Regions from separate parts of the Mus musculus genome. Here region 1 is linked to region 2. A link is a contact called in public HiChIP or PLAC-seq data. All regions are on one chromosome and are shown on one strand. The core of a region is the stretch at or near the end of the contact, and the rest is flanking DNA. Distances in the headings are between cores, read along the strand shown.

Evidence for each region. HiChIP or PLAC-seq counts read pairs in DNA pulled down with a chosen protein or histone mark.
Region 1: an H3K27ac HiChIP or PLAC-seq map of acute myeloid leukemia shows a contact between it and region 2, with 4 times the contacts expected there. The contact joins two enhancer-like sites. A contact is called at or near these places in 6 of 115 datasets of contacts at active chromatin or transcription factors (acute myeloid leukemia, bone marrow-derived macrophages, embryonic stem cells and 1 more).

What each region holds. Positions count from the first base shown.
Region 1 is chr5:53,538,646-53,541,345 of GRCm38.p6, reverse strand. No RefSeq gene overlaps it. Among named protein-coding and RNA genes, the nearest start is that of Gm40304, 7.1 kb to the left of the region's middle. Within about 2 kb of position 1,420, at least 50 of the 459 cell types and tissues checked have an H3K27ac peak or open chromatin away from gene starts, as enhancers often do. A contact at or near this core is called in acute myeloid leukemia and bone marrow-derived macrophages, where this site is marked.
Region 2 is chr5:53,336,703-53,339,402 of GRCm38.p6, reverse strand. No RefSeq gene overlaps it. Among named protein-coding and RNA genes, the nearest start is that of Gm40303, 71 kb to the right of the region's middle. Within about 2 kb of position 1,447, at least 24 of the 459 cell types and tissues checked have an H3K27ac peak or open chromatin away from gene starts, as enhancers often do. A contact at or near this core is called in acute myeloid leukemia and bone marrow-derived macrophages, where this site is marked.

The sequences.
Region 1 (2,700 bases), core at 171-2,670, 200 kb before region 2:
CTACAGTATACTTCTATTAAAATAAAATAATACATAAAATAAATAAATAATTCTAAAAAAAAAAATACTAGACAGGTCAAGAACAAGAAATTCCTAACAAGGAGAAGCTGGGAAAAGAGAACTTGATGTGTGTTTGAAGGAGAAATTAAAGATGCCCTATAGGATTTTGGGAAACACGTTTTGAGGAGAAGGCAGTGAGAGCATTTGAACAAGTGAAGTTTATGATGCCCAGGTCTGTGCAGATGTTGAAATGCTAAGTAGTCGAGAGGATTTTGTGGCAGGAAGAGCCTGGCAGGTCAGCTGCCCTTGAATAATCATTATGACACAAGGGAGGGAGGGAGGGAGAGAGGGAGGGAGAGAGAGAGAGAGAGAGAGAGAGAGAGAGAGAGAGAGAGAGAGAGAGAGAGAGAGAGAGAGAGAGAGGAAATAGTGACTTTTCAAGAAGTAAATGCAGGCGGGGCGTGGTGGTGCACGCCTTTAATCCCAGCACTCGGGAGGCAGAGGCAGGCGGATATCTGAGTTCGAGGCCAGCCTGGTCTACAAAGTGAGTTCCAGGACAGCCAGGGCTACACAGAGAAACCCTATCTCAACAAACTCAACAAACCAAAAAAAAAAAAAAAAAAAAAAAAAGAAGAAGAAGAAGAAGAAATGAGTGCAGAATGGACTCCCACTGAATGCCAATTCAAGAGAAGGATCTAGAAAGAAATTTTCAATGAAAACTCAGAAGGAGCCAAGAGAACTGGCTGAGAAGGAAGGTCTAAAGGCCAAGGGAAAGAAGCTGCACACACCTCAACACGCCGTGTTAATCTAGGTAAAAGAAGAGCGAATGTGTCTGTGACGGTTTTGAAAAAGAGGAAGGATTATGGGGTGGAAAAAGCTGAGGGTGGTCACAGACATTGCTAGATTGGTCGCATGCAAGTTCAGGTTGAGAAGTTCTTACACGATGACACGTTTACAAATTCTGGCTAAAACGGTCCACTCTGTACTTTCCCCTTTTCTTTTTTAAACAGTGCTGGGGCTGGAGCTTGGAGCCTCCTCTGTACCAGACACGCCCCCCGGCCCCGGCCCCCACCCCCAGCCCGGGGCAGTGCTTCCAGCTTTGCCTGTGGATTTGCACCCAGTGCCTGGTGCCTCACGTGTCTTCAGGTGCTGTTTGGGTCTGTGCTGCCATCAGGGTAAGGCAGAAAGTGGAAGGAGCTGGAGAACAGAGTCAAATATTCCATTGTAGCTAGTGACACAAATATCATTTGCACTCCAAGTTCCCTTCGCTGCGGTTTCCTCCATCCCCTTTGATTCTGCAAAGTTGTTGAAAACTGATTGCGTTTGGAATCATTTCAATAACCAAAAAAGGATCCGGCCACTTCCCTCACTTCTTCCTCTTTACCCGCTATTCATTTTTCTCAGTTCTCTTACCTTTGGCCATGGGTTGAGCTTCCCCATTCTCCACTTCCCAAAGTCCAAATTAGTACTTCTGGTTGGCATAGCATATTGACTTAAGGGGATTATAAAAATGCTTCTCTGGCCATTTCTTCTGCCTTTCATTCCCTCTGCCTTAAAACACAAAACTAAACCATACAAAAAGAACAACTAAAACCCCTGTTTGATTCTCTGTTTATCTCAGCACATTTCCTACCAAGGAATCTATTTCTCCTGTCTTATTCCTTCGTGGTTTATTTTCTCATTGCCAATTTCTGTGTACTTCTGCCTTTAAAACAGTCTCCCTTTTTACTGTTTTCCCCAGGGTACAATGCCACCTAACATTTTCTTCACTTTCCAAGTACTGTGTGTTTAGGGTGAGTGTGACAATGTCTCCCCCCATAGAACTCCTCCCTTGCTTCCTCTTACCATTCTGTCTAAGATACCACCTTGAATCATTAAAGGAAGAAGACATGTGCATCAAAAAACAGATAAAATATGATGTTTTCCTAAAAAAAAAAAAAAGTCATAGTGAGCAGGTGTGTATACGTTGACACAGACAATGCTGGGCATGGTGGCGCACGTCTTTAATCCCAGCACTCGGGAGGCAGAGGCAGGCGGATTTCTGAGTTCGAGGACAGCCTGGTCTACAAAGTGAGTTCCAGGACAGTCAGGGCTACACAGAGAGACCCTGTCTCGAAAAACCAAAAACCAACCAACCAACCAAACATTGACACAGACAAGAGTGGTGGTGGGTTTTCCCAAAGGAGGGGTAGAGAAACCAGGGAGGCTCCCTGGAGAAGGTGAAGAGACAAGAAAGAAGTCCCATGGAAACGCAAAGGTATGAGAAGGTAGTAGTATTTTAAGGAGAAACACTTTTCAAAGCTAAAGGAGGTGGGGCTATTTCTATTGATTTGCAAACCACCACCATTTTCAACAAGCAACGCCAGACAACCGCACTGACTGGACAATTTATCCGAGCTGCTGTGTGACTGGTAGTGGTTTGTTTCTGTACTCTTGGGGCAACTAAACATTTCTTTATTAATTTATGTATTTATTCATTTTGCATCCAGATCCACTCTACAAATCCCTCTCCCCACTTCCCCCTCCCCTTCTTCTTAGAGAAGGGTAAGTCCCCCTTGGTTACCATCCCCACCCCAGGACATCCAGTCACAGCAAGACTAAGCACTAAGGACTAAGGAAACTAATTGTCTCCCACTGAGACCTGACCAGGTAGTCCAGTCCAGGGGAAAGGGAGCCATTGGCAGGCGAGAGAGAGAGAGA
Region 2 (2,700 bases), core at 198-2,697:
GTCAAAATACAGTGTTGGACCTTCCTCGATTCCCCAGACTCTTTCACAAAGCATCTAAAAATCATGAATGTTGGCACAGACAGAAAGATTAGGGCCGAATGGCACAGTTTCAGCCACTGTGTCCTCCTCTCGTTTGTGGCATACAAAAATTTATGGATTCAGTGTGGCAGCAGAAGGCTGTTGAGATGGCTCAGCGGTTAAGATCACTGACTGCTCTTCCAAAGGTCCTGAGTTCAATTCCCAGCAACCATATGGTGGCTCACAATCATCTGTAATGGGATCTGATGCCCTCTTCTGGTGTGTCTAAAGAGAACTACAGTGTACCCATATAAATAAAATAAATCTTTAAAAAAAAAAAAGCAAGACAGAGACAGAGACAGAGAAAGGAAGGAAGGAAGGAAGGAAGCTTTCCTTTAAAAAAAAATGTAGCAGCAGACCCTTCAGGCTCTGCCAGGTCTCAGCTATGATTCCTCATGCTTGCTGACCATCTTGGCTGCTAATATCCCCTCCCTTTTGATGGTATCTTTGCCTCTGAATCCTTAGGAAGCTATATTCTTCATAAAGATGTCAAGGGCTGCTGTGATTTGTCAGCTGAGGATGAAAGAACAAGCTGCTGCCCTTTCCATTCTCTCAACAGCTGGGTCAGGTGCAGGCCCATCACCCCAGGTGCAGGCCCATCGCCCCAGGTGCAGGCCCATCACTCTAGGTACAGGCCCACTGCTCCAGGTGCAGGCCCACTGCTCCAGGTGCAGGTCCATCCCTCCCTCACACAGGCCACCTGCTTGGCTGGGAGCAGCCTTGGGGCCTCAGGAACCTTATAGCATTCATATGTGAGTCAAGCAAGTGAAGACAAGACACAGTGTGGCCACAGGGAAATCAAGGAGATGTTCCTGCAGGATGAAGGAGAAGAGCATTGGAAGTCAGAAGTTCTGCTCTCAGATGTCATCCTTGCCAGGTACTGGGAAGTGTTCACTCTCAAAATCACGAGAGAAGTGCCAAGGCTGCTGCCCTTCAAAGCCATGCACAGCTTCCCTCCAGCTGTATGTGCCAGCTGGCTTTCCTGCCCATCACCACCTGCCCCAGGAAGGTATCTCTCTGTCTTCTGTCAGTTTCTGTCCCAGTACTTACTATTGAGTCCCCTGCTAGGGGGCGGGGACAAAGAGTAGATCTCTCTAAAGGAATCTCACTTCTGTTCTTCTTCACTGAGAAGTAGGGCCATCAAGTGTCTTAGTGTTCTGTTACTGTAATAAAATACTCAGACCAGAAAAAAAAAAAAAAAAAGAGTGAGGAAAACGTTTACTTTTGGCTACTGTGGATATAATCCATCATGTGTGACATGGTGGCAGGGGAAGGAGCTGGCTAGTCATGTTGCAACCATACTGAGGAAGCAGCAAGTAGACCAGAAGGGGAGCTGGCCTGTGAGCCCTGAGGCCCTGCCTTCAGTAACCCACTTCCCGTGGTCAATCTGTCCCTCCAGAGCCTTTACACACAGCACCACCGACTAAGGACCATGTGTTCTACTCATGAGCACATGGGGACAGTTTCCATTCAAACCCCTGTGTGTCCACAAACAGGACAGTGACCAGCCAGCCAGACCTTAGCCAGACGTGCTTCCTTGTACACACCTCCTGCCCTCAGCTCAAATTCTTCCTGTAAACCTAAAGTTTATAACAGTTACCCAAAGTGGACTCGGGGTATTTATAACCCTATCTGTTCTTCCCAATATGGCCAAGTGGATTGAATCTCCCTTTCTGCTTTTGCCAGACATAGGTGTGCTGGGATGGGTGGCCCAACCTTGTCTGCTGGGATTCCTAGATGTGTTTTTCCTCTTAAAACTCTCGTATCAAACCCAAACAACCTGGAATTTGCAAACTTCACTCCTTTAAAATACCCTGTGCCTTTTGTTCATAAAATACACGAATTGTCAGGTGACGCTCTTGATCTGGGGGTTGACAACATGTTCATTAGCTGTGTTTCCAAACCAGCAGCCACAAAGCCTTGCATCTGTGTGCTCTGAGGAGTATAGACCTCACTGGGCTGATAAGGTGGTTTAGTGGCTGTTTGCTCCAGAGCCTGACAACGTAACTTTAACCATCGGGGGTCACATAATAAAAGGAGAGAATTAACTCTTGCAAGTTATCCTCTGACCTCCACAACATGAGCACAGTCTCTCTCTCTCTCTCTCTCTCTCTCTCTCTCTCTCTCTCTCACACACACACACACACACACACTCGAGTTTAAGCCCTGATTATCTTTATAGAAGAATAGGTGCCACATAGTGATTTATACTGGTATCACCTTGACCAGAAGTATATTTGTAGCTTTTTAAATAATGAAAAATTGCTACAATAATTATAATTCTTACAATAAATGCATAGATACCAGGGCTGTATCTGCGGGCTTTGGAAACAATGACATCATTTGTAGCCTTGGTCAACACTGTCTCCTTGTCAGGGAAAGCCTGTATCAGGATGCTGTTTGATGAGGAGGAAGGAGAAGTTGGGGTCACCGAAGGCATGCAACTCTGTTTCAAAGGCATTTGGCTGGGAGGGAGGAAGAAGACAAGGGGAAGTTCATTTTGTTGAATAAAAGCAACCAGGACATATTGTATCAGAGAATAAGAAGCTAGACGAGGACAAGCAACAGGGAGGCGGCAGAGTGAGGCAGAACCGATCTGAGTAGTTGGATGGCGCTTGAATC